Linked DNA regions of Mus musculus: region 2 is linked to region 1. Evidence: chromatin contacts called from public promoter capture Hi-C data. All regions are on one chromosome and are shown on one strand. Each heading gives the region's core, a stretch centred on a gene start, on an enhancer-like site or on the middle of the called end of the contact. The rest is flanking DNA. Distances are from core to core; before and after follow the strand shown. Region 1 holds the start of Med25 (mediator complex subunit 25). Region 2 holds the start of Trpm4 (transient receptor potential cation channel, subfamily M, member 4).

What was found. Capture Hi-C pulls out chosen DNA fragments and counts their contacts.
Region 2: a promoter capture Hi-C map of pancreatic islet shows a contact between it and region 1. The contact joins the promoter of Trpm4 here to the promoter of Med25 in region 1. A contact is called at or near these places in 2 of 39 promoter capture datasets (hippocampal neurons and liver), 2 of 115 datasets of contacts at active chromatin or transcription factors (pancreatic cancer cells and regulatory T cell precursor) and 1 of 9 other capture datasets (pancreatic islet).

What each region holds. Positions count from the first base shown.
Region 1 is chr7:44,889,506-44,894,717 of GRCm38.p6, forward strand. Med25 (mediator complex subunit 25) reads right to left here and starts at 2,919. Exons shown (of 18, transcript NM_001331207.1): 1 at 2,726-2,919; 2 at 2,594-2,639; 3 at 2,278-2,402. The coding sequence starts at 2,859. It also overlaps a transcript of Fuz not described here.
Region 2 is chr7:45,331,072-45,336,283 of GRCm38.p6, forward strand. It overlaps Trpm4 (transient receptor potential cation channel, subfamily M, member 4), which reads right to left and starts at 2,709. Exons shown (of 25, transcript NM_175130.4): 1 at 2,616-2,709; 2 at 2,311-2,381. The coding sequence starts at 2,639. Hrc (histidine rich calcium binding protein) reads left to right here and starts at 4,198. Exons shown (of 6, transcript NM_010473.2): 1 at 4,198-5,212. The coding sequence starts at 4,356.

The sequences.
Region 1 (5,212 bases), core at 1,669-4,168:
CCTAGGACAGGCCTCCCAACAAACAATTATCTAGTTCGGGATCTGGAGAGATGGCTGCCTGGTTAGGAGCACTGGCTGCTCGGATTCCAGAGCAGCTGGCAGCTCAGAACTGTCCGTTACGGACAGTTACAGTGTCCGGCACCCTCACACAGACATACATGCAGACAAATCATCAACACTGTTTTGTTTTGTTTTGTTTTTTTATTTTGGAAGGGAGGTTGCAAGTGTTGTGGGTGGATATGAGGGGACAGAGAGATGAGTGGGTTAAAAAAATAAAATAAAAGATTTATATAATCCAAGCTAGGTATAGCAGCTCAAACAAGCAAACCTAACATGGGTGAGGCTGAGGCAGGAGGATGGAAAGGACTGTGTGGTGTTTAAACCAGACTAAGGGCCTAGAAATGAATCAGTGTTCAGAGCACTGGCTGCTCTTCCAGGGGATCCAGGCTGCAGTCCCAACACCTCCATGGCACTGTGTAACTCCAATTCCAGAGGATCTGATGGCCTCTTTTGGTCTCAAAGAGCACCAGGCACAAGTGTTGCATATACAGAACCTCGTACACATTAAATTAAAAAAAAAAAAAATCTGTTTTAAAAACGTGAGTGCAAGCCGGGCGTGGTAGCGCACGCCTTTAATCCCAGCACTCAGGAGGCAGAGGCAGGTGGATCTCTGAGTTCGAGGCCAGCCTGGTCTACAAAGTGAGTTCCAGGACAACCAGGGCTATACAGAGAAACCCTGTCTCGAAAAACCAAAAAAAAAAAAAAAAAAAAAACCGTGAGTGCAAAGTGTCAACAATGTCAAGGATGGGAAGGCTGGCTTTACATTAACTCTAATCCTAACAACTTCCGGGAGGGGGTGGGGCAGTGCACAGGTCAGCTTTCCATGCCACCTACCATGTCACACACACACACACACACACACACACACACACCTGGAACACAGCAGACAAGCAGACATTCAACACACACCTGCTTCATCAAAACAGGATCTAGATCAGCACCGCTATATGAACCTTGACCACAACACACCTGTGGAATCCACATGGCGAGGTTAGCCCCAGCGCCCCTTCAACCCTTCCAATGCCCACCAGTCTACACTGTTATTCATTTGCAAACCAAGACCAGGAACAGGGCAAGCAGTAACTTTGGGCACTCACGCACTGCTTACTGTGTGCTGGGCGGCAGCACCCTACATGGCTCTGGTGGTCTGTCCCCAGGGATCCCACTGGTCACCCATTCTTATCTGGACCAGGATAGACTCACCTACCAAACAAGTGGTGACAAAAGTGATGGACTGTCACTTGGTCATCAAAAAAGCCTGGTGGCTTCCTCTTTGCCCCCTGGATTCACTCATTCACTCTGAGCAGAGCCAGCTGCCAATCTGGGCATCACTCTGCTATATGCCAGGGCATGATGGCAAAGAGCCAGCAAGGAACTAAGGCTCTGTCCACAGCCGCAGAACAGCCATCATAGCCATCACGGCCTCATGGCCGTGGCTCTTTCAGGCATGCCAGAGAGTGGATGAACACAGCCCTGTGAGACCTGACCAAACACACACGGCCTGGCTTATCCTCCTGAGTTCCTGACATACAGATGGCTTCATGAGGAGCAACTGTGCATTCTGAAATCCTTAAAAGTGGGGTGGGAGTGGGGAAACGTTATACAGCAACAGACAGTCAAGAGCACTGAGAACAAATACGAAACGAGCAGCACAAAGGACCCTGGGACCCGACAGTCAAAGAGTTATCTGGGAAGAAGCCATGACTCTAGGCTGCCTGGCTCTACAAGCTGGTCATGGTGGCAGGTGTCTGTAATCCCAGCAACCAGAAAGTAGAAGCAGTCAGATCAGCAATTCAAGGCTACACTGTGCCAGGTGTGGTGGCCCATGCCTCTGATCCCAGCACTTGGGAGGCAGAGGCAGGTGGATTTCTGAGTTCGAGGCCAGCCTGGTCTACAGAGTGAGTTCCAGGACAGCCAGGGCTACACAGAGAAACCCTGTCTCGAAAAAAAACAAAAAAAAACAAAAAAGGCTACACTGTAAACTGTGACCCAACCACGTAAGGAGCTCTCAGGGCCCAGACCCATCCTGCAGACTCCTCTGGAGTAGACAGACAAGAGGAAGAAAGAAGAAGCTGACGGTAACTGGACACTCAGACAGGGACTGTGGTGACCCACACTGAGTTCTGCTGAGTGCGGGGCACTATTCAATCACAGGCCACCCTGCCCACAGTCTTTCTTGGGGGTACCCATCCTGCCCCAAATGGAGGCAAAGCTCACTTGATGCCATCGAGCCAGGTGACAAACTCATAGGCACTGCTGGTAGGTGCGTGACATTGTACATAGGACTCTGGAGCGCAGTCCACGGTGTTGAACACCACAAGGCTGTACTGGGTTCCACCATACTGGGAAGAAAGGACAGAACAACTTTACAACTGAGATCTTTGGCAAGGAACAGGCCATCCCAACTTCAGATCATTTTAGAAATAAGCTGTGAGCCCTTCTTCTCTCAAACCCAAGACTAAGGACCCCATCTTTCCTCCCTCAGACACAGGGGTCTACCGGCTTCCATCCCGTGACTCGGCCGCGCACTCACGTCTCCCCCAAAGTCCGTCTCTGCAGGGGGTCCCCCGTTGAAGTACCTGCAAAGACGGAGGAAAGGCGGGGTCGGCACGAGCTTTAGGTTAGCTAGGGCGGCGGGAGGCGACGAGAGGTCTCGCTCACTCACTCTATGGCAGGCAGCAGGTAGTGCTTGCGGAGCTCCTCGAAGTACGGCCCCAGGTTTGCTGTCCCCTCGATCACAAACACCACATCGGCGACCAGGCCCCCGGCCCGCGCCGGGCCTTCGGATCCGGGGACCATGCCCCGCGCCGCCGACGCCAGCGCCGCTGACGCCGTCGCCGTCCCGGGACGAACAGAAGTGCGCTTGCGCGGTGTGCGCAGCCCCGCCGGACGTCTGGCAGCTTCTGCTGATGCTGATACGGCCATGTTTGTGCGGGGCATTTTGCGAGCCGTGGTTTTATCTCTACCCTGGGGCATACCAACAACACGAAACTCTCAGAATGGGCACAACGAGCCCCTTTAAGGGCCTCTTGAAATCGAGCAAACTTTTGCGCACAACATCAAGCACGAAATAAATCGAAAAACGGCACATCCGGTCACCATCTTGGAGTCGAAATCTAGTTTCCGACTCCGGGCTAAAGGGAGGGTCGGGAATCCGGTTGCTAGGCAACGCGTACCCATCCGTTGTGGTCTCACACAGAGATTAAGTTAATAAATTCTGTTCTTTCTGACCGGGAACCGATGAAAGAGAGCGGTCCAATCACATCATTGGAAACGACGTTGCTAGGCAACACTGTAAAGTTGCCCGGGACTTGGAAGCGAAGCAGTTGTTTTTGCTGGGAAAGAAGGGAATTCCAATTTAAGTGGAGGTTGCTAGGCAACACCTAATCTCTGTTTTCTGGGAAAGAAGCCAGAAACAGAATCAAAGAAAATACATTCCTTATTAAAAAAGAAAAAAAGAAAAGAGAAAGAAAGAAAAGAAAAAAAGAAAAGAAAAAAAAGAAAGAAGAAAATAATAATACTATATATATATAAACAGTGCAATAGTAATGTCTGGTATAGTCGAGAAAACTGAGTCTCAGCATTGTAGCTAACAGCATAAGCCGAAGTGAATATAAAATGACCTGGAAACTTATGTGTGGACAGAAATTTACTAAATAAAGCGTACTAATGTAGAAAGATACAAAGCCGCGATGGCGCACGCCTTAAATTCCAGTGCAGAGCAGATGCAAGTGGGACTGAGTTGCAGTATCAGTCTACAGAGTGAGTTCCAGGACAGACAGGGCTGCACAGAGAAACCCTGTCTCGAAAAACAAAATAAGAAAAAAAGAAAAAGAAAGAAAAAAAGACAAGCGATTTTTCAAAACGTAGGTGGCAGGCATCCAAACTTGGCTCACTTGCTTGCATTTGCAAGCAGGTTAGCAACTGAGACATTGCCCCAGACCTTGGTTTTTGGTATCTCTTCCCCACCCTCCACTCCCAAGGCAGGCTTTCTCTGTGTTAGCCTTGGCTGTCCTGGAACTTGCTCTGTAAATTTGTGGAGCCTCCCAGAACTCAGAGATCTGCCTGCCCCTACCTCTGGAGTGCTGGGATTAATGGCACACGCCACCCAACCATTGGCGTGAACAAGCTTTTTTAACCCCAATGCTAACCCCAAAACTACAATTTTCCACGTTGAATTTTGTTTTGTTTTGTTTTCAGACAAAGTTTTTCTGTGTAACCCTAGCTGTCCTGAAGCTCACTGTAAAACAGGTTGGCTGTGAACTCAAAAAATGTTCTTGTCTCTGTCGGCCAAGTGCTGGAACTAAAAGCATGCATAGAATTTTTAAGGTTTCATTTATCTGTCTATCTATCTGTTTATTTGTGGATTTGGCAGGAGATATCAGAGTAGGCCAGGCTGGCCTTAAGGGACTGTGCAACCATGCACACATTTTAAAATTATTCTACGAATCTGTTTTTTCCATATACAGAGTACATTTGTTAATTATTCTGTAGGAACTACAGGAAATAAAATCCAGAATAAAAACAACATCCAAAAAAGTTACTTTAAAATATTGTTTCATAGGATCTAGAGAGATAGCAGCTAAGAGAACTGGCTGTTCTTTCAGCGGACTGCTATTCAAGTCCTAGCAACCACAAGGCAGTTCAACTCCAGTTCCAGGGTATCCAACACCCTCATATAGACACCCATTAAAGCAAGACATCAATGCACATGAAATATAAATAAATAAATTATTTTAAATTATTTAATTTAATAAACAAAGCAATTGCTCTCAGACATACAGTAATCAAGCAGCTAAAACTGCTAACTCAGCAGGGTGTAGCAATGCAACATGGGAGAACTGAGCATAAGGACCAAGGCCAGCCTGGGCTACACAGCACGATTTTGTCTCAAAAAATTATTTTGTTTTATTGTATCATTTAAAATACAGAAGGAGAAATCTAATATTTGTCGGTGGAAAAAATTGTTCAATTCCTTGCACTTATCAAAATTGAGTATAGCCGGGCAGTGGTGGTGCACGCCTTTGAGGCAGAGGCAGGTGGATTTCTGAGTTTGAGGCCAGCCTGGTCTACAGAGTGAGTTCCAGGACAGACAGGGCTACACAGAGAAACCCTGTCTCAAAAACCAAACAAACAAACAAACAAACAGAGT
Region 2 (5,212 bases), core at 1,459-3,958, 440 kb after region 1:
AGCACACACAAAATTAAATCAAACGAAAACTCCGTTTCTAGTCACACAGTTCATCGCTCAGGGCTCTGTCACTGATACTAGTCACCGTACTCAATGTGGACAGTGAGCATCACTGTCACAGAAGAAAGTAGGTTCTGGTCCCATGGTGCTGGCAACCTTTCCCTTGCCCGCCTGCCTCCTGTCACCTTTGCTCCGTGTGGCTGTGAGGCACAATGGCTCCATTCAAGTGTCATCTCACTGTCAGAAGGTGAGACATTCCACTGGCCACCATGGAATGCACCCCTTCTGGAAACCTTGGCCTGGTCCTTCCTCTCCTCAAAACTGTAATGCACCTCTCATGGTGTCTTTCTTTTCCCTCTGCTTCCCTCAGAGCACCCAGGATCCATGCTAGCCTCCTGGCTACCCCTCAATGACACGCTAGCCCATCAACCCCAGAGGCCGAGAGAGACAGTTAAGACACTTCAGCAGCCGCTAGCACTTGTCTTAAAGGTGTTAAGAGATGTGTGTGTGTGGGGGGGGGGTGTTGGGTGAGTGTTTTGGTTTTTAATTTTGTGGGTGAGGATTTGCCTGCATGTGTGTCTGTGTACCGTAGGTGTGCAGTGCCTGTGAAGGCCAGAAGAGGGCGTCAGATCCACTGGAATGGGAGTTACAGGTGGTTGTGAGCTGCCTGGGCAGTGCTGGGCACTGAGTGCTTGTCTATAACAGCAGCCAGAGTTACTAACCACGGGACCATCTCTACAGCCCCTGGTGGCTTTCTGGTGCTCAGGTTTCTTGGGTTTGGGTTTTTGGTCCTGGGAACGGAACCCAACACATGCTAAGTATGTGTGCTACCCCTGAATTACACCCTAAGCCCAGAGGTGTAAGAAGGAAAGAAGAGGAAGGCGAGAGAGACAGGGGGCCTTTGTATTTTCCTCACCTGCCTCCATGGATTCAATCTCCACCTATAGCTGGGACCTCAGACCCCAGTATGAATCTCACTCTTCTGCTAAGTACCAGCAGGGTCCCAATCCTCCCCTGCCCGTCTCCAAGGCCCATCATGTACACAGAAGGACCGGCACTCAGCATCCCCTTCCAAACCTGCTTCTTCTCCTGGGCTCATCATCTTGGTGATGGTCCCAATCTCTTCTCACCTTTCTGAATTCCTACCCGCCCTCACGCAGCCCCAGGAAACCACACTCGGGATGGCCTCTGAGAGCCCATGAGGTCTACCACCAACCTTCCCACTCACAACACTCTTGACAGCCTGAACTCTGCTCTACTTTCAAGCCACGCTGGGCTGTCCTTAGGGAGGACTTCGACCGAGCACTTCCAAGGCCCAGAGCCACCTTCAAAGCACCACACTGCACCATCTTTCCAATGACACCTGTAGCCCACCAGCTCCCATCTTGTCCCACTGACTTTAGTCACGCTGTCTGTGACCCTCTGCCAGACCCACCAGTAAACCAGTATCTCTGTTTATTTATACAACATTTTCCTGTCCCACACTGGTGGGACAACAGGCTCCTGATAAAGTCACACTAAGGAAATCAGGTGTCACTGCCCCAAGGCCAAAAGTCTACCCTGAGAACTGAGTTAAAGCTGGACCCCGCTAGGGAGACTAAGCATGCAGCCAAGAAGCCTATAGGGCTTGCTCCTGTCCCCTGCCACCTACAGCACAGCACAGCTTGCAGTGGCAATTGCCCTCTTCTTCTCATGGGAGTTGCAGATATTCCCGGATGTTTATTAGATGTTATTAGGTGATGGGCAGAGTTCCAGAAATGTCCCAGAGTGACCTTGTTTAGTTTGCACAGCGGCCCCAGAAGGGAGGAGCTGTTCTGTGCCCAGGTGACAAGCGCAGCCCTAGAAGGGAATTACTATCCCAAAGCTGCAGAGCTATGTAAGGCTGGCAGGGCTGTGTGGCTATGCTCGCTGAGCCGGGATGACACAGAAAGCCGAAGCAGAGACAAATGACACAAAGAGACAGAGACACAAAGACACAGAATGGATCCCCACCTAGAGGGGAATGAAGAATTCGGGGCGTGCCCTAAGCAGGGTGGCCCAAAACAAGGGCAGGGGGAGGGGTCTGTCTCAAGTGAAGGCGGGAAGGTCCTTAGTGGGCGGGGTCTGAGTGTGTTGAGCTGAGACTTCTGTGGTGGGTGGGGTGTGTCTGTGCACCAAGACCTCCTGCGGTAGGCAGTGAAGGTCAGTCTGTGGTGGGCACCCTTGTCTGCGTTGAGTGGGGCGAGTCCAGTCTATGGGGGCGGAGCCTGTCTGCAGTGGGGCAGGGCCCGCGAACCTACGCTGCCAGGTCAGCAGCCCCGAACTGCTCACCCCGCATCATCGGAGAGGTCCACTATGAACGTCGTGCACACCTTCTTCCTGAAGATCTTAGGGATCCAGCTCTGAGAACCGGAACAAGAAGGGCAGGGCAGGGAGTCGAGTCAGACCCACAGGATTCGAAGACAACCCCGCGCGCCCACGGGACACACTGGGAACTCCTCCCTCGGGCTCAGCCAGGAACCCACGCAGCTCGGTCTGGGAACTCCTGGTCCAGCCACTGCAGCATCTGACCCGGATCCCCGGAGCTGGCTCCGCCTCTGGACCCCACTCACTCCCAGCCCCACGCTGTGCGATACCTGCTCCTTCTCCGGCCCCACCATGCTGCTGCCGCAGCCCCTGAGGCTCCGTGTATTTCCTCCAGCCGCCGACCCGCCCGACCAAACCGGATCCGCAACTTCGCAGCCCAGCCCGGGGCGGGGAGTCCCGGGACACGTCACGGGAGGCGGGGAGAGGGCGGCTGCGGAGGAGGGACAAACTCTGCTGCCAAACCAGTGATGGGGTCGGTTTGGGGGACAAGAAAGACCGAGAGTTGGAAGGCAGAGCAAGCGGAGGAACGAAGGAAGCAGAGTGGGGCACACGATAGATGTCAGCCATGGGACAAACATAGATTCGGAGAGACAGAGACTGAGAGAAAGACCCAGAGAGAGAGAGACAGAAACTAAGAGAGGGACCCAGAGAAAGAAAAGGGGGCAGAGACCCAGAGAGAGAGAGAGAGAGAGAGAGAGAGAGAGAGAGAGAGAGAGAGAGAGAGAGAATATGAAGACAGCAATACAGAAAAAGAATGAGATATCCAGAGATAGTTAGAGACAGATAGAAATACAAAGTGATAGAGCAACAGAGTCCCAGATTCAGAGAGGAGAGACAGAGAGAACAGAGACACAGAGAGAACTAGAGAGAGAGACACACACACAGAGACAGAGATACAGGGAGAAAGAGAGAGACAGAGAGAGAGAAAACACACACACACAGAGGAGAGACAGAGACAAACACAGACACACACACAGAGACAGACAGACACACAGAGAGACAGGCACACACACACAGAGACAGACAGACACACACAGAGAAACAGACAGACAGACACACACACACAGAAAGAGAGAGAGAGAAGAATCAAAGAGAAGGATCAGGGAAGACACAGTAGGAGAGGAGAGGTTAGAATCCTGAGAAGAAACACGGAAGCTCAGAACAGTGACTATAATGGGGGGGGGGGGGTTGACTCATAAAGGACAAAAACTCAAAGACGGTGGATATACTGACAAGTGTGGGGTGGGTGACACTGACCAGCAGAGAAGGCAGTGACACCTGTTTGCAGCCAAGTCCCTTTGGTGGGGACAGCTGAGGCCTAGTAACCTGAGCCCCCAGCACCTCCCCCCTGTTGTATTTATAGCACTGGTCTGGTCCCCTGTCCCCAGATCTGAGTTCCAGTGAGAGGAGGTCATGGGGTGTTGGGCACAGTATTCCTTCACTGTCTTCCACAGCTTCTGCAGGACACCACTGTCACACCGAATGTCCCATTCTGCCTGCACGCTTCCCAGTGTTTACCTTGCAGGGGGCCCTCTGCTCCTGCATCCTCCTCTCCCAGAGCCCCAGGCTTTCCCAGCAAGACACTCTAAACGTTCAGCCTTTGTGCTAAAAATGCCAAACTTGAGCTTGTCACGTCCCTGCCTCCCCCCCCCCGCCCCCGCCATGAAGACCCCTCCACCACCCAGTCCTGAGCCAGAGGAACAGGAGGGGAGGGGCAGGCAGGGAGTGACCAGAATAACTTAGGCTCTGGATAAATTTAGCAGCAAGAAGGGGAGGGGACAGACCCCATTGGTCCAGCAGTGGGAAGGGAGGTCCTGGAACCAGGGTCACAGCTGCAAAGGGGACATCCTCAGAGGGTCATCCAAGACCTGAGGAAGATAGAGAGGCAGAGAGTGGGAGCTATACCACGACAAAAGGGACAATCTGAAAGTCAAAGCCAAAAAGGCACAAGGACCCATCAGAGGCAGCTGAAGCCAGCCTGGTCAGACGCTCAGCTGCTAAACGTCCCCATGGGCTTCCAGGGGCCATGGTTGCACACTTGTCTCCTTTGGGCCACAGTGGCCATCCTGCTGGTCCCTCCAGTGGTGACCCAGGAGTTGAGAGGGGCCGGTCTGGGCCTGGGCAACTGGAACAACAATGCAGGCATCCCTGGGTCCTCAGAGGACCTATCAACTGAGTTTGGTCACCACATCCACCGGGGATATCAAGGTGAGAAGGACAGAGGCCACAGAGAAGAGGGTGAAGACTTCTCCAGGGAATATGGCCACAGGGTCCAAGACCACAGGTACCCTGGCCGCGAGGTTGGAGAGGAGAATGTCTCTGAAGAGGTCTTCAGAGGGCATGTTAGACAGCTCCACGGGCACCGGGAACATGACAATGAAGATTTAGGAGACTCGGCAGAGAACCACCTCCCCAGACAGAGGAGCCACAGCCACGAAGATGAGGATGGCATTGTCTCCAGTGAGTATCACCGTCACGTCCCCAGGCATGCCCACCATGGCCACGGAGAGGAAGATGATGACGATGATGGAGGAGAGGAGGAGGAGAGGGTGGATGTGATGGAGGACTCTGATGATAATGAACACCAGGTCCATGGTCACCAGAGCCACTCAAAGGAGAGAGATGAACTCCATCATGCCCACAGCCACAGGCACCAAGGCCACAGTGATGATGACGATGACGATGGTGTCTCTACTGAGCATGGACACCAAGCTCACAGATATCAGGATCATGAGGAGGAAGACGATGGGGACTCAGATGAAGACAGTCACACCCACAGAGTTCAAGGCCGAGAAGATGAAAATGATGATGAAGACGGTGACTCTGGTGAATACAGACACCATACCCAGGACCACCAAGGCCACAA